2 separate regions of the Rattus norvegicus genome follow, and region 1 is linked to region 2. The links are chromatin contacts, called in public Hi-C maps. All regions are on one chromosome and are shown on one strand. The core of a region is the stretch at or near the end of the contact, and the rest is flanking DNA. Distances in the headings are between cores, read along the strand shown. Region 1 overlaps Arl15 (ADP-ribosylation factor like GTPase 15). Region 2 holds the start of Arl15 (ADP-ribosylation factor like GTPase 15).

Region 1 (6,416 bases), core at 3,328-5,827, 69 kb after region 2:
GAGCGTGTGTGTGTGCACGTGTGTATGTGTGCGTGTGTGAGCGTGTGTGTGCATGTGTGTGTCTGCGCGTGTGTGTGTGCGCGTGTGTGTGTGCACGTGCGTATGTGTGCATGTGTGAGCGTGTGTGTGCATGTGTGTGAATGTGTGTGCATGTGTGAGCATGTGTGTGTGTGCGCGCATGTGTGTGTGCACGTGTGTATGTGTGCGTGTGTGAGCATGTGTGTGTGCATGTGTGAGCATGTGTGTGTGTGTGTGTGCGTGTGTGTGTGTGTTCATTTGTACCTGTGAGTGGGCGGGCCTGGTGAGAATGCTACAGGGTACCCAGCCCCTTGGGAAGACCTTGTTGATCTGAGTAGGGGAAGTGGCCAGGGTGGATGGAGTATTTATCCTGTCTATTTGACCTCGGACTTCTCATCATCTTAGTTTCTGTGTTTGTGGGGGAGGCCTGGGGGTCCCTACCTAGGTCTGTTTCTTTACTTCTATCAAGATCTTTGTGTTTTGGGGATTAGGAATAGTTATAAAGGAAGCCCAAACTGACAGCGATTGCCCCTCACCGGTCCTCGGACTTTGGGTGGTAACACACCAACAGACCCCTGTCTCCCCAGGACAGGGGCATTCTTTCCGAGACGTCTTAGAACATTGAAAGGAGAGGCGTAAGCAATATGCTTTCTGAGTTTCAGGATGTGCTTGCTTTCCATTTGAGTGTCCAAAGGTCAGATCCAGGGCCTTCCCCAGGCCGGGCAAGCACGGTACCATCCATGTCCTGACTCATGTTCCGCGCAGAGCGCGAGTCTTCTAACCTTAGATGTTTGCCTTACGGCTCGTCTGCACATGCCTCTATTATACAGGAATCTGACTTAGCACGAAATTACATAATTGCTTATTTTGAGAAGACCCATACTCCGGTGCATTTGAGTCATGACAGAAAGTTGAATTATGTTCTGTGCTCCATTTAAAAAGGCAGCAAGTTATATAATAATACCATCCTCCTGACGTTTACTGGGAGATTGTTATTTGAGGAGTGCATAGAGAAGTCATTTGATCTTAGGGGAGAATACATGTCAGCTTAATTACCTATATTCCACAGGTAAGGAAATAAAAGACCAAAGAAGCTAAACATAGTACAGTGTAGAAGGACTCTTCTCAGGTTAAACTCATCTTCTGTGGTGGTGAGTAATGATAATATATAATTGGGATATTTTAAATACACAACTTTGGGGCAGACTGACTTAAGGTTGTTTAAGGTTGCCTGGTACTCTATTCTGGGGGCTCGTTTTCAATAGAAGAATTAAGAATCAGAGTTTCAATTCATTGCCGTCAGATGGAGCTGTGCTTCCTCAGTAAGTTCTGAGGTTAGAAGGGTGTTCATGTGTCTGGACTCAGTGGCACTGCATCTGATCAGTCCTTTGAGATGATTCAGACCGTGAGAGACCCTTCCTTGCTAAGGACCATCTTTTTTGGTTTGCTTGGCCCAGGTCAGCCTTAGTTGTCGTAAGGGCACAGCCTAGAGTCTGAGAGAAGCTGCTTCAATCAAGTAGTTGCCCACATCATGTTGGCCTGTAAGAGAATCTATGCAGGACTGACTTCCTTCTTAGTGCATACAGGGGCCCTTACATACTGGACAGTATCATACATAAACAAACGGCCCTGGGTTATGTTAGAAAGGTGACTGGATATCACTGCCCTTAGTTAAGTGGCCCGGGGTTAGATTGGATTGTGACCTGGAAGTGCTTAAGCCAAACACACCCTCTCCTTCCATTGTTATTATTGATCAGAATCTTGCCATAGCAACAGAAAGGAAAATACCATGGTCTGTAAATATTTCCTAATAGCCTGTTGTAGGCATTAAGGACTTATTAGCAGACTAGACACAAGTGCTGTAGCCATGGTGTGTGGCACACCTCTACCAAACACTTGTGAGGCAACGTGTGTTGGGGGTTCCAGAAAGGACGAGGGTAAAGTGTTGTGTGACACCCAGTGGACCCCAGTGGGGACTTTTTGGTGCCTTCTCATTTTGGAAGTGACCCTCTCTATATACCAGTATAAAATAAATTCAAGGTAAATCTAAAATGTGAGGATCTGGTGGTACCTATTGAGATAGATCATCGAGTGGCTTCTGTGTGGCAAAGCACCAAAGACCGTGGGTGGGTGTTACATCAGTTAGAGTTAGGTTTGGAAGGAATACTCTGAGGTGTGTGTGGGCTTTCAGGAGCCCAGCCTTCTCAACTGTTGCTTCAGTATCCATAGTGCTTGGTGGAAACCTTGTTGTCCAGAATAACCGCTCAAGCTCAAGATGACATGCCCGTGTTTCAGACTTCAGGAAGGAAGAAGGACGGACAATAGTCTGCCCGTCTTGTTTAAGGAAACAACCCTCGGTCTCCATCCATTTGTGTTCTCAGAATTCAGAGCATAAACAAATGGTCACGCTTAGCTGCAGATAAGACCGAATACATTTTCCCCACTGGGCTGTGTACTCAAACTTCCCCTGTCTAGCGGAAGAACCTCTTGCGACCCCAGAAAAACCAAAATACCTCATCAGTATCTGTGGGAGGAAGGAAGGCTGGTCGCACAGTTATATTCGCTTAGCTATGCTAACATTTGCGTAGAAAGGAGATTTTTGTCTTATTACACACAAGCCTGTGACTGTAGAGGTGATACTCGAACTATACTTGTATTGTTTTGTTTGCTTGCTTGGTTTTGTTTTGCCGTTGTTTAGACAACAGAGCTAGTCGCTTCTAGATTACATCGTACGGAATCTTCAGAATCGTATTAATAAAAGCACCCTGCCTCACCGCATGATTAATTTCATACTCAGTGATAGTTGTGTGGCTACCCTTAGTGTCTGTTTTATAGCACACTGGCATACACGCCTGTATGCTGTCTCCATCAGGCAGGGTACTGCAGGATGGAACCAACCCTCCCAGCTCTGACCACAGAATCCTGGACTTGGATCTGGTTCTGTGTCCTCTTCAGAAGAATCATCTACAGCCCTAGGAAGGAGGCCCCAAGGCATTGGACTTGAGTTGGGTATTGATGCTGTGAGTGAAGTTAGGGTCCAGTGCTGATGTCTGTAAACCACCTGTCCAGCCCGAGAAATGCCCTTGATTTTATCCCAGTGACCTGGTGTCCTTGAGAGTGATTTGGAAAACACTGTAACATTTACTCAAGGATTTTCTTCCTCTTTGAAGTGGCGCTTGGTCTGTGAGGTTGGCTTAATGTCAAGGTGAAATTCCTGAGTAAGAACTGCTAAAGAATATGAATTTGTAACGACTTTGAGATGACCAAAAAAAAAAAAAAAAAAAAAGATGGCCTCTAGTGCCCAATAAAGCCCTCCCTGGGGAAAGTGGCCACACACTGGTCTGGTCACAAAGATTTTGTATTCTGTTTGTTTTAGAAGTCAGGGGGTTTGGGGACACCACCCGGCAGTGTCCTCTTTCCCTCCTTGCTCCCTGTCTTTCGTCGTTGTGTATTGTAGAACCAGTCCTGGGGTGAAAAGTTTTCTACCTCGGAATTTGCAGCTGGGCCTGCTGGACTCACTTGTAATACCTCTGGAAAGCAAAGGGTCACCAGCCGCAAGGCTGGGTTTAGCTCTAGCCACCACATGTCAGGTTGCTTTCTCTTCTGCCATCCAAGTGCTTTCCAACGGTCGTTAAACTCAGGGATAAAGTAATGACTGTGACAGCAAGGATTAACAGAATAATTATTTGGGAAGAGTAATCAGGTAGTCTTTGAATCCTGGTCCCCAACCAGAAGAATGCACCAATTTTGGGGCTGGAGAAGTGGCTCAGCTGTTAAGAGCTCTTGCTTTTTCTTGCAGAGGACTCAGTTCATTTCCTAAAATCTACAGACCGCTCACCAAGGTCCCCTAACTTCAGTTCTAGGGGATCCGATGCCCTCTTGTGGCCTCCTCGGGAACTGCATGAAAATGGTGCGCACACATATATACATGCATGCAAAGCACCCATACATAAAAGTAAAATACATAAATCTTTTAATAAAAATTCTATCTTTTTTTTTTGGTTCTATTTTTCGGAGCTGGGGACCGAACCCAGGGCCTTGCGCTTCCTAGGCAAGCGCTCTACCACTGAGCTAAATCCCCAACCCCCATAAAAATTCTATCTTATAAGCTACCACTACTTTAGACCTATGCTCTTGTGATTTCATTTTATTTTATTGCATTTAAAATGTAAATCCAATGAGAATTTGTTTAAGACTCAGCTTAATTTGTGGGGACTGTGTTTGCCATCTTATTTGTGGGATTCTTCTTATTTTAATATCGTTTTATATAATCCATTTCCATGTTTTTAGAAATACATGCCAGCATAAAATCCCAGATAGACACTCTGACTTCATAGATAGAGAAGTTGGGAAGTAATAAATACCAAGGGAGGTCAGAATGTGTCTTAAAGAAGAAGCCTGTTGAACTGTTTCCCACGTAACGTGAGTTTGAAACTTCATTGTCACTCCAACTGGGCCACACGCCATGCATTGCTCACTCTGACTTTAGTTTTAAGTTCTGCCTGTTAACAAGGGGTGTGCCAGTTCCATTTTCTTGAGGCAGTTGAGCTGACTGATAGGAAGTAGCAGAGTCATAGGAAATGAATTTCTAAACTTGTGGTAATTGTAGGCTACACATGGGGTATGAGGTGAAAGAGTTTTGATTGCACAAAGAGATCCTGTTGTAGGAGGTGCCAGCCAATGTTGTGATCGGAGGGGGGACACATCATGAAGGGCCAGGAGAATTTCATAGGAAGTGTGACCTGAGAGGATTGCCTTAGCTCTGTCTGGCTGTTTAAACTGACTCAGAAAGAAATACTTGTTTTGGGAGCTGCTCCTCAAGTCACAGGTGGAAGGATGTGCCCCCTGGTGGCTTCTGTGTGGCAGTACCACTGAATGTTTAGTTCTTCACCTCTAGCCGAGCGTAATGAAGCCAGTTCTCATCGAAGCATTGTGTTCGTTAAGTTGCAGTAGCGGAAGCTAGTGTACAAGAATTCCAAGTTCAAGGCCAGACGATATCTCTGTGATAGTATTACGGCTATTTATAGATCCCAGAATTTAAGAGTAAACAAGGAATATACTCTTTCATCCAGGCAGACAGTAGAAATCGGACTAGATTAGCTGTCCCTGCCAGGTTTTAAGTGTGGCAGGGAGGGCTTCTATGCCACCCATGCCTGTGTCCTCACTGTGGGAGTTAGACAGTGAGTTTCTTTGATAAAGACGTCCCACAATTTTAAAATCAAATAGACCATTTCTACTGTTATTCAGTCTTTTGGTATCCTTGTGAACTAACTTGAATTGTTTTTATTTAGGAAAAACAATAGTGTTCATAATACACTAAAAATTTCCTTTCCTATTTAATTATTTTTAATTAAAATTGCTTATAACCTTTAAACAGTAAAAAGAAAATCTGTCACTCCTTTTCTGTTAATATATAATTCCTCCTCTCAATAAATGTACGCTTCCATAAATCTGGATGTATGTGTTCTAAAGATATAACTCAACCCATTACTCAATAGCCTATAACTATTTTTCAATCTATTTTAATAATAATTTAATAATCCCATTATTTATTACATTTTCTGGTATTATGCATAAAGCCGAGTATCTTTTTCTCACCTATGTCATTTAGAGAAACTTGCATAGATTTATTTTTTTTGACATTAGCCTAAAAAGTCAACCAAAGGGACTCCTCAAGCCTTGGCTCTAACTTTCCAAGGGCTTTGCAGGTCTCATAGCTGTGAGTTGAGGGCCATTTTAATATCTGGAAGTTGGGTTAATAATCACCTGTATTCTATGTTAGCATTAATTAGCCCTTCTAAGCACTTAAGGCATATTTGCTCCATTAGGGAAACATGATTTGGCGGATTATTTGGGATAGCTAATGCTATTGTCACTGCTATTTTTGGTCAGCCTAACTTGCTATTCTTGGTTGTCAACTTGACTGCATGGGTCTGGGAACACCTGCCCCATTTTTTTTTTTTTTTTTTTTTTAAGATAAGGTTCCTTTTGTAGCCCTGGCTGTCCTAGAATTCTGTAGACCAGGCTGGCCTGGAACTCAGAGATTCGCCTGCCTCTGCCTCCCAAGGACTGGAACTAAAGGTGTGGGACGCCACCACCCAGCTGAGTGCTTCTTTCTTTTTGGAAGTGGGAAGACCCACTTTTAATCTGGGTGTTTTGAGGTGAGAAGATCTCCCTCTAGTCTGGATTCCACCTTCTGCTGGCAGCCGATAGAAAGGACAGGGGAGAAGGAGGCTCCTGATCTTTGCCGGCTCTCTCTGTCTCACTAGCGAGTGCATTCCCTCACCGGCATGAGAACCCACTTCTTAGGGATTCTGGTGTATACTGCAGACTGGCTGAGGAATCCAGCCTTGTGGACTGAACAAGTTCTGCCCTCTTGGGACTTGTATTGATAGACA
Region 2 (6,019 bases), core at 465-2,964:
CTGAAGACTCACACACAAAAAGTGTGTGTGTGTGTGTGTGTGTGTGTGTGTGTGTGTGTGTAGGGGCAGGGGTAGAGGGAAACTTCAGTCACCTCTGCCTTAAAGGGTAGCAGTGTTTGGCAGGAAATAACAGAATAGTATTTTTGCAACCTAGTCTTCCAAATTCTATCATTCCGAATACTCCTTTGACTTGTGACATCTGAGCAAAGAATATGAGTTCACTGTAAACTTCATCATATTATGAAACTTCATAAATGTTTAACAGCTGTATAAAGTTTTATTGTGTAAGTGTGCCCTGTTAACAAATCATATGAGGTTCTTCTTTTTTCCCCCAAGACAAGGTTTCTCTGTGTAGCCCTGCTGTTTTTGGAATTTATTCTGTAGTCCAGGTGGTCTTGAACTCAAGGATCTTCATGTCTCTTTGCTGGGATTAAAAGCAGCACCACACCTGCAAGATTCTATTAGAAACATTGCAGCAAACGTTCACTTATAACGCCGCGCACAGCTTTTTTATCCTAAGAATGTCTAGAAACGGAATTACGGGTACAAAAGATATGGCACACTTTTTTTTTTCTTTTCTTTTTTTCGGAGCTGGGGACCGAACCCAGGGCCTTGCGCTTGCTAGGCAAGTGCCCTACCACTGAGCTAAATCCCCAACCCCGATATGGCACACTTTTAATATTCAGTTTTGGCGTGGGTTATATTTTACTTCTCTCCGTAGCGAACTCCAAATGGCAGGTTATCTTCTTTTATCTTTGCTTTGATTGAGTGTATGATCATTCTAGCCTGAATCTTGGAAGAAAAAAAAAATCCAGAACCGACTGTTATCTTTACCTCTTGTTTGACTCCATCTTCACTCAATTCCAAGGTTTTTTTTTTTTTTTTTTTTTTTTTTTTTTTTTTTTTTTTTTTTTTTTGGAGCTGGGGACCGAACCCAGAGCCTTGTGCTTTTTTTTTTTTTTTTTTTAAACTAGGAAACGCACAAGTCTCAAGTTCATCTGCTCTTAGACTTCTTTTTTTTCTAAGATAAGGTTCACGAGCAGTATTAGTTGGGTCCTTTAGAGGTCACGATCTTATTCAGGGACATTGGATCATGATCAATGTAACTAACTGGACTTTTAAGCGACTTTCCTCAAGGTTGCTTAAGTTCTAACAGCCTCTAGGTTCCTAACCTGGGCTGCACTGGTGCTGAGCCGCAGAAGGGTCAAGCTCAAGTTGTCTGCCGTAGCAGACACCCTGGAGGGCCAATGCGGTTCCGGGTAGTGCACAACTTGCTTTCTTTGAGGTGTCTGCCCTTCTAACCCTAAGGTCCTCGGTCTCTCAAGGCCACTGGAAGCCGCTCGGGGCAGAGAAAGTAAGTTTCGGTGATTACTCTGCCCTCCCAGCGCCCCGGGCTGGTTTCTTATGAAGGGGTGGGCGGGGACACCGCTGCTCTTCAGCCTCTGGCTGGGAGCTTAGTCTGGTCTCCAGCGGACTGGAGGCTGAGGGAGCCGCCGAGGCTCCGCCGGCCGCAGCGCGTTTCCGCCCACCCCTCCCCCAGCACACAGGAACCAGGACTCTACTGAGTCCCGCGCTTCTCTGCTGCCCTCCACCGGGGGACTGCCTTTTATAGGCGCTCCGGCCAATGAGCGCGCTCCTTTTCCTCTGCCCGCCCTCCCAGCCAATCGCCGCTCCCCTGGTGTAATCTTCGGCTCCTCGGCTGCTCTCGGCGATTTTCGCTGTTGCTGGCTTTTTCAGTAGCTGCTCGCTCGCAGCCCAAGACGCTGCTTTTTTTTTTCCGGGTTCGGAGCCATTCCGGATGCTTTAGGCTGCCGGATGTCTGATCTCCGGATAACTGAGGCGTTTCTGTACATGGATTATCTGGTAGGTGCGGGGCGCGGGCGGCATGTCGCCCCTCGGATCTCGCGGTGGCCCATGGCCCCCTGCTTGGAGCAGCAGCCTCTCGGCTTTCTTTCTTTGGGATGGGATGCCTTGAGTGGCTTTCTCCCAGGGCTGGCTCTGAGGGGCGGCGTCCGGGGAGAGGCCGGGCTGACAGGTAAAGGCGCGGCAGGGACCGGCGGGACTGCGGGAGATGGGGCCACGCTCCGCGCGCCTCTCCGCGCTCCCGGCGCAGGACTTTCTTTCCGGGGAAGCTGGAGTTTTCCGCTCTCCCCTTAGCAGAACTCCAGGTGCTATTAAAGAGCCATAAGAAGAATAGCTCTCTAAGTGCCCGGCAGGTCTGGTCATTTGGTTGTTATTAGATCTCTAAAGGAATGACCTGGGTCGTGGCGGGATTTTAAAAACACATTACCAGAAAGTAGACTGGACTAAACCACATTGCAACCCGGCCTGAGCAGGATTGGGCAGGGACAGGCATTGCCCCACGGCTCTGGTTGTGGTGCACGCTGCTGTTGTGCATGGTGTGCACGGTTTGGCAACCGGTTTTAGATCAGCCCTGTGCTGGGAAGTTTAGGTGGAAAAAGTTTTTTTTGCACAGCGTAGGAACGGGACACTTATACGTGTTTCTAGAATTGTGCAAGCTCGTGTTTTGTTCCAGAAATTGTATTTCCACAGAGCTGCCTGTTTGTGGTCAAGCAGATCCTCTTTGACGTGAACTGTGTTCAATCCTAAACAATTACTGTGTTGATATTGTTAGAACGAACCGCTGTTACCATGCAGAGCTGAAGTAGATGGTTAGAAGCGTTGGCCCTCCTGTCATCCTGTAGGACACATGGTTTTCCACTGCAGATTGGCCTGGCAGAGATTTGCTAGTGCCTTCTAGGAATTACACTTAAGGCTGTACGGAGAAAGACTGACTACTTTCCAGATCAGGAAAGAGAGGGCTGCGTTGTAATGTTACCTGTGTGAGGCTTTATTTAGATCTGGGTAGGAACTGGCAAGGATGGAGACCAGTTATGGCACGACCTTGAGAACGGAGCCGAAATCAAAGAATCTCAGTTGGAATCTGGCTTTGCTGTTTATGTATTTATGGTAGTAACGTGTATATTTGTCATAAAGGGGCGTTACCACTGTATCAGGTTAAGTGAGTTATCTGTTTGGGAACATTCTTTATGTGCCCTGTAGGTTGATAACTCTCAAGTGTGTCCAGAAGGCTATTTTGAAAGTTGAATGGTCGATTGATTTGTAGTTCATCCCATACCATGCTATGGTTATGTCTTGTAATCTGCCTCACAAAAAGCTAGTTTGGTGAGAAAAATTACCAAATAAGAAGAAAGTATAGGATATCTTACTTGTACTGCTAGTTTTGAATACATAGCGATTCAGGGAGGAATTCGGGGGTTCTCGTGAACTGCTGAGACCGTTGCAGGACTGCAGCACATAGCCGTCTTTAAGGTACCAGGCCCACTAAAAGAACTGTGGGAAAACAGAAATACAAATTACTCAGGTTAACTTCCATCTCAACACGGGTTCAGGATAGGTGGATGAATAATGGTAGGCATAAGGTTACACTGGGAGTGTAGGTCACAGTCTCTGAGCTCTGGGTTTGACTTTGACTTGGCCTGTCTGTTTTACCTGTTTTGCTCCAGTACCTTGTTTGGCTTTCGTCTAAAATCATTGTTTTGTCACTTTCCGTATGCTTTCAAAAATTCCTCAGTGTGGAAGTAACTGCCCCATAAAAGTCATTGCCTATACTGGGGGGTGGGGTAGGGGTGGGGGTGGGGAGAAAACAAAGTCTTAAAGGAGACAGGTCAGGTTTTATGAGTGTGTTAGGTATCTCTGTGAAAACACTAAAGAAAGTCCTTCACTACTAAATGGACCAGAGAGGAAAAAACAAAGTCCGGCCTTCCCCAGATAGCTTTACTGTGCTGTTTCGTTGATCCACTCTTAGAGAAGACAGTGAGCTATACCGCTTTTTTCCTCATTCACACAGTCTTTGCCTGGTGTCTGTTTAAAATCCCATTTCTGAAAAAAAAAAAAAAAACAAACCAGAATCGATTTGACTGTGCTTGGCATCTTATTAATCGATTCCTAAGTCCTTTTATTTCCCTTCCAGGAGGGGGAAAAGGTTTCTTTCATTCCAAGTTGGACAGCAGGCTTTGCTGAGGGGACTGGAGTGAGCGCTCTGTTCACACCTGTCAGGAGTAATGGAGTGTCATCTGTCCTGGTGTGTTGTCTGTCCTGGTGTGTGGTCTTTTCTTCTCTTTAAATAGTGCTCTGTATTTTTGTTGTTATGTTGGAAAGAAAAGCTGTTTGTGGAGGTGTTGCCCATTGTTCTTTATTTGGGTGTCACAGTTAACTTGTTTTATTTGGAGGAGAGGAGTCCAAGGAAGGCAAAAAGAGGTAGAGGGTGTGTGTGTGTGTGTGTGTGTGTGTGTGTGTGTGTGTGTGCGCGCGTGTGTGTGCGTGTGTTCGTTGCGTGCGTGTGTGGGTGGGTGAGTGGGTGTGTGGGTGGTGTGTGCATGGACTGCGCGAGTGTGTGTGTGCACGTGTGTGTGTGCACGTGTGTGCGCGTGCATGTGTGTTGCGTGCATGTGTGTGTGGGTAGGTAGGTGGGTGGGTGGGTGGGTGTGTGGTGTGTGCATGCTATTTTTAATAACTTCTGATAGGACTGATTGGTAAGACAGATGAAGGAAGCTCTCTGATCTTAGGAGTTACAGTTAATTTCCTCAGTGGTCTTAGGGGTGACAGCTGAGGTGAAGGAAGACAGAGGTTTCATTAATCTTGGTTCAGGGAAAGAGGGACACCTTGCAAATCCTAAATAATTACATGTTACACCGGGTACTGTGCCTGACTTGGTGCCTGGCATGGAGGTAGAGCGTGGGATTCCATTTTGATGAATGAATGTGAGGCGGGAGCGGTAACTCTGTTCCCCTCAGGCTTCTAAACCGGGACAAGATAGTATCTGTTTGGATTAGGTATTTTGATTTTTGGAATGCAGGATGTATCCTTTACACTTAAGATGATCAAGATAGAATTTGTTTAGCAATTTAAACATAAAAGTCTTATCTTTTCTAGATAATGCGGGTGCCATCGGAGGAGGTCATATCTCTTTCCTTTTTCTCTTGAGCAAGTTTCTAAGTCACGTTCTAACCAGACAGGTATATGATTCAGGATTTAGCTGTCACCAACAGACAGCATAGCCCTCTCTCTCTCTGATGGGTTAAGGCAATGTTGAGAGCTTTATTAAGAGCAAGAACAGGATGTAACTTATAATGAGAGAATGATACTGTATTAGGGTTCTCTAGAGTCACACAAGTTATGGAATGAACCTCTACAGAAAAAGGGAGTTTATTGGAATGACTTATAGACTGCGGTCCAACTAACCCAACAGTGGGCAGCTGTGAACAGAAAGTTCAAGAATCTAATACTTGCTCAGTCCCACAAAGCTGGGTAGCTCAGCTGGTCTGAATATGCTGGAATCCTGAAGAGGTAGGCTCCAGTGCAAAGAACACCACCTTTCCTCTTCCACACCCTTATATAGACTTCCAGCAGAAGGTACAGCCCAGATTAGAGGTATGTCTTTAGATGTGGATTAAAGGGATGTGTCTTCGCACCTCAAGATTTGGACAGAAGGCGTGTATCTTCCTACCTCGAAGGTCCAGGCTAGAAGTGGATTCACATACTTTAAACCAAGTAGAGAGTCTCTCGCAGGTGTGTCATCTGTTTCTGGATTGTAGTTCATTCTAGATATAGTCAAGTTGACAACCTTCACAGAACTATTATGAATTTCTATCTGTGGAGGCCAGACAGGGTCAACTTTTATGTTCCTTTTAGTTCAAAATGTTTTTGCCTTGTATGTCAATCTGTGTGGATTTCAACCATTCCTCTTTGTATCACTAACACAACAACATTAACGTTGGTTATTTTCTATATAATACCAGTGACGATTAAAAGAGATATTGGGGGTAAACTTACTTATAAATGTTGCCTTGGCTTTTTTTTTTCCTTTCTTAGATTTTGAGACACGCTTTGTCTGTTTAGCCCTTGCTGTCCTGGAACTCACTTTGTAGACCATGCTGGCCTCGAACCCAGAGATCTGCTTCCTCTGCCTCCTGAGTCCTTCGGATGTATACATTGG

Evidence for each region. A called contact is a pair of places that touch in the nucleus more often than the background predicts.
Region 1: a Hi-C map of kidney shows a contact between it and region 2, with 3 times the contacts expected there. The contact joins the enhancer-like site here to the promoter of Arl15 in region 2. A contact is called at or near these places in 8 of 12 Hi-C or Micro-C datasets (the A7r5 cell line, Schwann cells, frontal cortex and 4 more).

What each region holds. Positions count from the first base shown.
Region 1 is chr2:47,235,599-47,242,014 of GRCr8, forward strand. The region is part of intron 1 of Arl15 (ADP-ribosylation factor like GTPase 15); the gene reads left to right. It also overlaps the pseudogene Blvra-ps1. Among named protein-coding and RNA genes, the nearest start is that of Arl15, 67 kb to the left of the region's middle. Within about 2 kb of position 4,578, at least 3 of the 93 cell types and tissues checked have an H3K27ac peak or open chromatin away from gene starts, as enhancers often do.
Region 2 is chr2:47,169,674-47,175,692 of GRCr8, forward strand. It overlaps Arl15 (ADP-ribosylation factor like GTPase 15), which reads left to right and starts at 1,715. Exons shown (of 5, transcript NM_001399590.1): 1 at 1,715-1,863. The coding sequence starts at 1,816. It also overlaps the pseudogene Blvra-ps1.